Linked DNA regions of Mus musculus: region 1 is linked to region 2. Evidence: chromatin contacts called from public promoter capture Hi-C data. All regions are on one chromosome and are shown on one strand. Each heading gives the region's core, a stretch centred on a gene start, on an enhancer-like site or on the middle of the called end of the contact. The rest is flanking DNA. Distances are from core to core; before and after follow the strand shown. Region 1 holds the start of Vkorc1 (vitamin K epoxide reductase complex, subunit 1). Region 2 holds the start of Bola2 (bolA-like 2 (E. coli)).

Evidence for each region. Promoter capture Hi-C pulls out the DNA fragments that hold promoters and counts their contacts.
Region 1: a contact with region 2 is called in a promoter capture Hi-C map of embryonic stem cells, with 3 times the contacts expected there. The contact joins the promoter of Vkorc1 here to the promoter of Bola2 in region 2. A contact is called at or near these places in 4 of 39 promoter capture datasets (embryonic stem cells, erythroid cells and liver).

Annotation. Positions count from the first base shown.
Region 1 is chr7:127,892,809-127,897,670 of GRCm38.p6, reverse strand. Vkorc1 (vitamin K epoxide reductase complex, subunit 1) reads left to right here and starts at 2,054. Exons shown (of 3, transcript NM_178600.2): 1 at 2,054-2,262; 2 at 3,057-3,166; 3 at 4,180-4,608. The coding sequence starts at 2,090. The coding sequence ends at 4,382. It also overlaps a transcript of Prss53 not described here.
Region 2 is chr7:126,692,599-126,697,575 of GRCm38.p6, reverse strand. It overlaps Bola2 (bolA-like 2 (E. coli)), which reads right to left and starts at 1,576. Exons shown (of 3, transcript NM_175103.3): 1 at 1,477-1,576; 2 at 1,296-1,393; 3 at 883-1,021. The coding sequence starts at 1,539. The coding sequence ends at 922. It overlaps Slx1b (SLX1 structure-specific endonuclease subunit homolog B (S. cerevisiae)), which reads left to right and starts at 1,793. Exons shown (of 6, transcript NM_029420.4): 1 at 1,793-2,151; 2 at 4,772-4,823; 3 at 4,917-4,977. The coding sequence starts at 1,973.

The sequences.
Region 1 (4,862 bases), core at 805-3,304, 1.2 Mb before region 2:
CAGAAGGTTTTTGGTGTGTTTCTCTCTTTGGAGTTCCAACAATCAGAGCCCAACTAAGCAATGTAAGGTAGGCCAATGCATGTGTGTACTTAGCAAAGGCTCCTTCATCATGTGTCCTTTCATGTGCTTGCTTTAGCAGAACATCCTCTCTCCTGTGTCTGCTTCAGTGAAATGTTTCTTCACGTTTGTGACAGCAAAACACCGTCCAACACAACTGACTCTCCAAAGAACCCATAAGTTTCTACTTCATGACTCTCATCAAAAGAAGCAATACAGAGAAGAAGGGAGGAAGCGAAGAGACAGAGTGGGGCTGAGGCTCCTCAGCTCAGCTGGGGATGTCATTTCCTGGGAGCTGCAATGCCTCTGCTGAGGATGCTTCCTCTCAGAGCTGTGTGGCTCTTGGGCCCCCATGTCTCAGGATGCCCTCCCATTGGAATACCTTCTCTCCTCAGCTGTGTCGTTCCTGGGCTTCCGAGTCCCAGGATACCTTCCCATCTGAGCAGGAACACTTACAGTATCCACCACACTCTCTGACGTAAAAGAAGTAGACCCGAGAAGGAGAAGCCATGGAGAGAGGGCAGCCATCAAGGAAGAAAGAGTTCCTTAAAGCAGTAACTAATATCACTTGGAAGTCAAACTTTTTGACTCTAAAAATAAACATTAGACTCAATGTTCAAGTCATGCTTGCAACTAGGTGTCAAGGACATGCTCAAGGGCAGCTAGTTTGTCATGTGAGCATCAGTAAGACGTAAGGAAGACTGGGAATGTAAAATCTTCCCAAAACTTGGCTGTGAAGGGATTAGATTAAAGACAACTGGAGAGGGAGCTGGTGAAGAAACTCCAGGCAAATGGGAAGGGTGGAAAGGCAGACAGTACAGAACTGACAGGTCCTCAGTGGGGAGGGGGGGATATTTGTAAAGGGGAGATAATATAAGAGGGATTGTTGGGTTGATCCAGGCTCAGGTTTTGCCAAGAGTGCGCCACAGTGGTACAGAGGTCTGGGAAATCACAGGAAAGTATGGCCTAGATAAAGGAATTTATTGTGAGAGGGAGGGTGCCTCTGCCCACAAGGGGCGCTAGTGAGACACGAGGGATGGCTGGCGGTGATCTTGAAAGACAGGTTGTAGACAAATGGTATCTGAAATAATTTCGGGGAAAATGCTTCCAGAGTCGTATCCCTGCTTTCGCGGAATTCCATTCGTCTATTGACCCGTAGGTTCTAGACATACCAGATGCATAGACAGAACTTGTCATAAAAAATGTGCTAAGCCGGGCGTGGTGGCGCATGCCTTTAATCCCAGCACTCGGGAGGCAGAGGCAGGAGGATTTCTGAGTTCGAGGCCAACCTGGTCTTCTACAGAGTGAGTTCCAGGACAACCAGGGCTACACAGAGAAACCCTGTCTCACCTCCCCCCCCCCCCCAAATGAGCTAAACGGGAGATGGTTTAGCAGTTAAGAGCACTGACTGAACTTCCAGAGGTCCTTGAGTTCAATTCTCAGCAACCACACACGGTGGCTCACAATCATATGTAACCGGACCCAATGCCCTCTTCTGGTGTGTCTGAAGATAGCGACAGTGTGTTTGTGTTTGTGTGTGTGTGTGTGTGTGTGTGTGTTACCGTCCTGTTAATAGTAGCTTTACAGAGCCGGGCATGGTGGCACACGCCTTTAAATCCCAGCACTTGGGAGGCAGAGGCAGGCAGATTTCTGAGTTAGAGGCCAACCTGGTCTACAGAGTGAGTTCCAGGACAGCCAGGGCTGCACAGAGAAACCCTGTCCTTGAAAAACCAAACAAAACAAAACAAAGTAGCTTTACAGCACTACATACTCAAATTTCCCTTAATGTCTTGCAGCCTCTCCAACTACAATTCCCATCATGCCCGGCAGCTGCGTTATCAATGATTACCCACATTCCTAAATCCTGTTTACCAGCCCAGCATTCCTAGCTGTCATGCCTAAGAATAACCAATTGAATTGGAGAACGCCAGCGGAGGCCGACCAATCTTCCGGTAGGAGGGGCGTGGTGACAGCAGGCCCCGCCCTGCCCCGTGGCGATTCTTCCCTCCTGTCCCTGGGCTGTACTGTCGACATGGGCACCACCTGGAGGAGCCCTGGACTCGTGCGGCTTGCACTGTGCCTCGCTGGCTTAGCCCTCTCACTGTACGCACTGCACGTGAAGGCGGCGCGCGCCCGCGATGAAAATTACCGCGCGCTCTGCGATGTGGGCACGGCCATCAGCTGTTCCCGCGTCTTCTCCTCTCGGTGCGTGCAGACATGGAAAGCATGGGGCTCTTGAAGGCCAGGTTACCAGATAATTTTGGAGTCTGGGGTCGCAGTGTCCACAGAAAGGACACTTTGAGAGCGGCCTGGCTCCATGGGTTTTGGTGGGTAATCGGACGTGCACACTGGACCTCACAGAGATACTGGTGCTTGAACGCTTTCTGAGGATACTGTAAATACCAATGATGGGAAGACTGGAGGAGGCAGGGCAGTATATTGCATAGAGACTGAGGAAACTTGAGATGATACAAAGCGGGAGGAGGGGGTGGACTATTGGCTGTGCTGAGGGGACAAAGTGGCTCACTCTGTCCGGGTTGGAGGACCAAATGTTAGTGGGTGGTGAGGGAACTGTAGCTTTGTAGGCCCAAGCAAATAGATTTCCCAGTTGTGATCACCGTAAAGCGAAATCAAGCTGGGAAAAACTTTTAACCTTTCATTTATTTGTTTGTGAGGTGGCACATGCATGCCACTACATGCATGTGGAAGTCAAGAGAATAACGTTCGGGAGTTGAGTCTCTCCTTCTTTGTGGGCTGCGGGGGGATTCGATCCAGTTGACAGGCCTGGCAGCTGATACTTGTTTTTCCTGAGCCATCTCACCAACTCCTGAAAAATTATTGATAGTCTGTGATGACAGGCCACTAAGAGCCCCAGGACATGCCAGGTCAATGCCCTTTGGACTCTTAGTAGGTGGAGCTTCTTGCTAATCACTGTTCTACAAAAAAGCTCAAGAGGCACTTGGCCTACCCCACTTACCTGCTTCTTTCACTTCCACCAGGTGGGGCCGGGGCTTTGGGCTGGTGGAGCACATGCTAGGAGCGGACAGCGTCCTCAACCAATCCAACAGCATATTTGGTTGCCTGTTCTACACCTTACAGCTGTTGTTAGGTGAGTGAGTGGCTTTGCCCCTTCATGACCTGTCTTCTGAAATCCAGAGCAGCCCCACCTCGTGTCGTGTCGTGTCGGTGACCCAGACAATTGACACCCAGCTGCTAATTACTGAGCAATCTCATCACAAGGAGTCAAGAAAGCAGAACACTTAGCAGGAGGCTTATCCTACTTGGTTTAGGTAGCCAGAGGCTGAGGGCCCTCAAAGATTTCTCACAATCTCAGTTTTATGGCAAAGAATCAACTTCTTTCTTTTTGTTTAGTTTTTCGTTTTTTCTTCTCCCTCTCCCTCCCTCACCTTTTTTCCTCTTCCCCCCTCCCCCCCAACCCAAGGAGAGGATTTCTCTGTGTAATCCTGGCCGTTCTGGAAGTCACTACATGGGCCACCACACCTCACATGGGTTTTGTTTTTGTTGTTTGGTTTGTTTTTGAGGGGTGTGGTGAGGCTGAGGCAGGTGTTGAGATAGGGTTTCTCTGTGTAGTCCTGAATGTCCTGGAACTCACTCTGTAGACCAGCTGGCCTCAGACTGAGAGATCTGACTGTGTCTGCCATCAGAGTGCTGGGATTAAAGCATGGCTTTGGACCACACCTGGTAGGTTTTGAGACAGGGTCTTTTTGAGACAGGGTCTCTCTACATAACCCTAGTTGTCCCGGAGTTCATTATGTAGACCAGTCTGGCCTAGAATTTGCAGGAACTCTCCTGCTTCTGCTTCCGGAGTGCTGGGACTGTACACCACCGTGCTCAACTGATAGTTTTTTGGTTTGCTTTGCTTTGGGAGACATTCCAGGTTGACCTTGAACTTCTTTTTGAGAGGACTCCAAAGTGTAACTTGTGTTTCATCTTGTGTAGCTTAGCAAGAGAATTTACTCTGGGTCCCAAGAATTATTGACCAGATGAGGCCCATCAGATCCTGTCTTAAGAGTACTTTCACCAGAAGCACCTGCTGTCTGTCATTGAGGAGGCATGACAGAGTTCTAGATATACCATTACTGACCGTCTCTTGTTTTACAGGTTGCTTGAGGGGACGTTGGGCCTCTATCCTACTGGTGCTGAGTTCCCTGGTGTCCGTCGCTGGTTCCGTGTACCTGGCCTGGATCCTGTTCTTTGTGTTATATGATTTCTGCATTGTGTGCATTACCACCTATGCCATCAATGTGGGTCTGATGTTGCTTAGCTTCCAGAAGGTACCAGAACACAAGACCAAAAAGCACTGAGTTCCCACCTCATGCCAGACTAACCTAACTTGCTTTGCCTTGGCACATGACCCTTGCCCAAGTGTGTGGGTTCCTAGAAGGCCCTACCCACATCATTCAAACCCCCCTCCATAACCACACACAGAGAAATGACCAAACGTGCCTCTAAGTTCTGTTCCCATGGGCTGCATTCTGCTGTTGGTTAAAGAGAAGGATTTTGAACAATAAATTTTTCTATGTTGGTCAAGTCTGTAGCATATGTCTGCCAGAGACCCTTCGGGGTGTCAGTCTTTCCCTGTTACTGCCTTCTCTAGAACTGGGGTGAGTCAGAGAGGATGGAGGGCCTGCCCGGAAGGAGAGGACACATCATCTCCAGCATGTGTAGTCAGCAAAACCTGGCACATCAGCCCCCATGTCTAGGAAACAAGCTTGAGCCTGCTGCCTACGGATCAGACCTCCTGTCGTAGGAGGGCCTGCCACACACCTGGAGGGCAAACTTGC
Region 2 (4,977 bases), core at 327-2,826:
TAGACAATGGAAAATTCTGCCTGCCAGCTTGTGTCTCACCCCGACAGGGCATGTGATCCTGGGCAAGCCCCTTCTGCCTATAAACTGGAGGAGGGCCATCACTGGGGAGTGAAGGGGTGCTCTTTTGGGGTCCTTGTGAGGAGACTGAATCACTAGTTCTCCAGAGGAACTGAAAATGTTCAGGAAATGATGCCAGGGACAGGGAAGACATGAACACTGACTACTATGATCCCAGCTTGACCAACCTCTGTGATGAAATCAAGAGAAGATGGAGACAGGAAACTGGGTGGCTGAGACAAGCCTTGACAATATGGGAAGGACTGGGCATTGTGCTGGACGTCTGTAGCCATAGCTGCATGGAAGACTAAGGCCAAAGGATCCCCTAAGCTCATGAATTTACAAGCAGCCTGGGAAACATATGGGGACCTGTCTGAAAGACAAAACCAAAGCAAAGATCCACAGTGGAGAGGAACTAGCTGTGGGAGAGCTGAACTGAACATCAGCGTGCATTGTGTCCATCCCTCCTCCTGAGTGTGTACGCCTGTGAAGAGACTGACAGAAATTCTGTATCTTGTCTCTGCTACTTCCAGGAACCTGGAGTGAGGGAACCTGGGAGAATGCTCAGGGTTTCTGAGGGCTGACAGAGCAGGAACACCCTGCTTTTTGAGGTCTGACCTTGGTGACAGTACAGACCACAGGGTTTGACAGTAAAGCCTTGGCAGACTTAAGAACCGAATCTTCATTGTTTAAGTTGGGACCTAGAGGGCTCAGGAAAGAAATCCATCCAAATTTGCTGAAACAATGGCTGGAGGAGAGTCAGGGAAAAGCCACATCCGTGACTTGGCCTCAGGGTCTTCAAACAGCACACTGAGACCAGCTGGGCCAGGTTTAAATTTTAATGACTGTTCAGGCCTAGGCCCCTCATTCACGCCGCTGTCGGGTCCACTGCTCTGGGGTCAGAGTTTTCTGCTCAAAGGCATGGATGTGCGGGAGCTCTTCGGCTAAGCACTCGTTCACCAGCCTGGAGCGAGAGAAGGGAATGGGAAATGAGCGGCCTCAGCTGGAGTGATGGGCTCCGAAGCTAGGGTGACCAAGGAGATCGGAGACGTCTCCAAGAAGTGGGGATTCAAGGAGAGGACAGGAATCCAATCACAAAGGCAGGAGCACCCTCGGGGCTATGGGTCACATCTCCGGGCTTTGGGAATGAGTTGGTCCCACCCATGGCGAGCGGATGCCCGGGCTGCCATCCGGAGCCTGAGGCTTGGCTGGGTGAGAGGCTGGCTCCCGGGGCTCACCGGTGTCTCTGGAGCAGTGGCTTTCCCTCGAACTTAGCCGACACCACCAGGACTCGGAAGCTGGTCGCGCAACGGTTCAGAGTCGTGTCCTCCACCTCCTAGCGGGCAGAAGACCCGGACGATGGAACACGCGCCCAGGAGTCCTTCCCCACCGCCCGCGACCTCTCAGCATCGCACTCACCACATGCTCTGCCTCCAGGTCCTGCCGCAGCTTCTCGCGGAGGTAATCGGCGCTGAGTTCCATAACCACAGCCCGGCGGGGCTACAGCCCAGCGTGCAAAGAACCTCGCCTCGGGTCCCGCCACCTCGCTTTCCGCCCTCACTGCAGCCACTTCCTCCACGCCGCTCACTTCCGCCCTTCCTAGGGCGGCTTCGAAGGCAGCACTTCCGCCTCCTGGCTCCCTTGAATTCCCAGCACTTGGGAGGTTTCCTCCCAACAGTTAGCCAATCCGAGCCGGACTGGAGGGCAGCCAGTCCTGCGGTTCCGCTTGCACACCCTCCTCCTGCCAGCAGGCGGCGCAGCAAGTCGCTCTGCCGGCTTTCCAGGAGTTTGCAGGACCATTCTCCCGTGCTTTTTCCTAAACCAAGGTTTTGCAGTCCTGGCTACCCAGCCCTTTCCGAGGTCCGAGGTCCCAGAAACCACCCCCAACTCTGGCCCTTCAACCCAGAAAGTCCGGATGGACCATGCAGCAAGACCCGGGCGCTTCTTCGGTGTCTACTTGCTCTACTGCCAGAACCCTCGGCATCGGGGCCGCGTTTACGTTGGATTCACTGTCAATCCTGCTCGTCGGGTCCGGCAACACAACGCGGGTCGCAAGAAAGGTGGAGCATGGCGGACCAGCGGGCGAGGACCCTGGTAAGAAGGCGCGGGTGTCTGGTCGGAAGGCTCCGCGTAGGAGGCGGGCCGCTAGGGCAAAGGAGTGACAGAGGCGGGACCGGTTTTTTTTTTTTTTTTTTTTTTAGATCTGGGGCGGTGCTGAGTCCCTGGCCTGCCACCAGAGCAAGCGTAGCAGCGAGGTGGCACCTTATGTATATCAACACTCTGCGATGGCTGGATTAAAATTTGTGATGCTTAATTGGATTACGAGTGCACAAGTTTAGGGCTGCTTTGTAACTCCACTACCAGGGTATCAGACGCCCTCTTCTAATCTCTGCACATACGTACCAAACATTCATGCACATAAATGGATTTAAGAAAAAAAAAAATCAGATACAAAAGCTATGCTATGCAATTAACCTAGGTCCTTATCTTAGGGTTACTATTTTTTAAAATAAAGATTTAAAGATCTATTTATTCATTTTATGTATATGAGTACAGTGTAGCTGCCTTTAGACACGCCAGAAGAGGGAATTGTATGCATCGCAGATGGTTGTGGGCCAGCACGTGGTGGCTGGGAGTTGAACTCATGACCTCTGGAAGAGCAGTCAGTGCTCTCAACCTCTGAGCCATCTCTGCAGCCCCCTAGGGTTACTATTGTTACTATTGTTACTATTGTTGTGATGAGTCACCAGGACCGAAAGCGTACTGGGGAGGAACGCGTTTATTTGGCTTACACTTCCATGTGAATGTGCTTTCATCTCCTCAGATGAAGGGGTGAGAGGAGAGCCGTACCCAAGCTGTGTGAATATATGGCTTGGGCTGAGCCAGAGCGTTTCTTTCTCTGTTCTAACTATCCCTAGGCCTACCCCTGGAAGCTTCTAACCTCTGTACAATCTATTCTTCCAAGATGGCTGATTCAATCCGGCTTCTCTCAGCTTTTGACTGAATTGCTCTGCTTGGCCTCATACTAGCCTTGACAATCTGTTCTAATCTTCTGGCTCCTTCTCATTCTCTGGCTCCTTTTGTCTTCACCGGTGTCTAGCTTGTTCTCTCTACAACCTGTCTCTGTAAAACTTCCCTGACCAAACTTCCATACACATACAGCCCTCCCTTCTCTCTGCTTTTTTTTTTTTTAAGAATTATTTTTTTATTTAATGTATATGAGTACACTGTTGTATCTTCAGACACACCAGAAGAGGGCATCAGATCCCATTACAGATGGTTGTGAGCCACCATGTGGTTTCTGGGATTTGAACTCAGGACCTCTGGAAGAGCAGTCGGGTGCTCTTACCCACTGAGCCATCTCACCAGCCCCCTCTCTCTGCTCTTAAGTAGCTTCTCTTTCCTGTGTTGTTTTCATGTAGGTTGGACATCTGCCCTTTAATTAGATGTCATTTTCAAACATGGCTGCGTCTACAAACTCACCTTACCTTCACTGTAGGGATGAAAGGGCGTGTCTGCGTTCCAGCAAATCATACTGTAGTCCAGGCCGTGTTGGCATTCCAGCCCCATCATATAGACCTGGGCCTTTGGATGTGATTCCTTACCAGAGCAGCCATGTTGCTGGATTAAAATTCCTCTATGTTTCCACTTCACGTTCATCGTTGGAGGAAGTCAGGACAGGAACTCAAACAAGAGCTGATGCAGAGGCGGTGGGACCCAAGGCCACCAACTCAGGGGCTGCACCACTCACAATGGCTGAGCCCTCCCACATCAGTTGTTAATCAGGAAAATGTTCTACAGGCTTGCATGTGTGTGTGTGTGTGTGTGTGTGTGTGTGTGTGTGTGTGTGTGTGTGTGTAGAGCCTGATCTTATGGAAGAATTTTCTCGATTGAGGTTCCCTCTTGTGTCAAGTTGACATAAAACTAGCCAGCACAGTGCCATCAACAGATGAGTGGGTGAAGAAAATGGGACATATACAAGATGCAGATTTTTAGGAACCTTTTATTTTTATGTGGTGTGTGTGTTTTAACTAAATCCTAAGTGCACTGAGCTCAGCAGTACTTGTAGAGGTCAGAAGAGGGCGCCAGACCCCTTGGAATGGGAGTTACAAACTGTTCTGAGCCCAGATGACTGAAGTGCCTCTCCTGCCATTGCAGTTTGATTCAGCCACAACGATGAGTAAAATTATACCAGTTATGAGAAAGTGGATGGAACTGGACATCATCATGTTAAGTGATATAACAGACAAATAGCTCAACTTTTCTCTCATTTGGAATTTAGAGAAAGTGGGAAGAGAACTATTTGGAATGAAAAAGACCAAAAAGAAGGGGGAGGGGTGATTATAATAAGTAATGTCAAAATATATTACACAGGTAGGAGAATATCAATGCAACCTATTATTCTGTACAGTTAATATACAGTAGCAAAATTTGTTTTAAAGACAGGGATCAGGAGATAGGGGCCCTGGTCAACAAGACTGGGGCTAGAGTACAACTTCCAAAGGAGAGGAATCAGGGACGGGGTGAGGAGCCTGAGACTGGCAGATACAGGGTCTTACGCCTCCGTGAAAGATTCAAGTTCTAATGGCCGGGTGTGAAGCGGTGTGGTTGTGCTCTCAGTGTGAACTGGAGCACGGGCCTGGTGGAGGGATTCAGTTTCTATCAGGGTCGAGGTGGGTTGGGGACTCACTGGCCGTGCCCCTCTCCTTCCAAGGGACATGGTGCTGATCATACACGGTTTCCCGTCTGCTGTGGCCGCCCTTCGGGTAAGAAAGGTGTAAGGGCGGGCTAGACTGGTTTATCTAGAGGACCTTACCCAGGACCACCCTGACCTTGTCTTGGGTCGTCCCCTTCTATAGTTTGAATGGGCCTGGCAACATCCTCAAGCTTCACGCCGCCTGACGCACGTGGGGCCGCGCC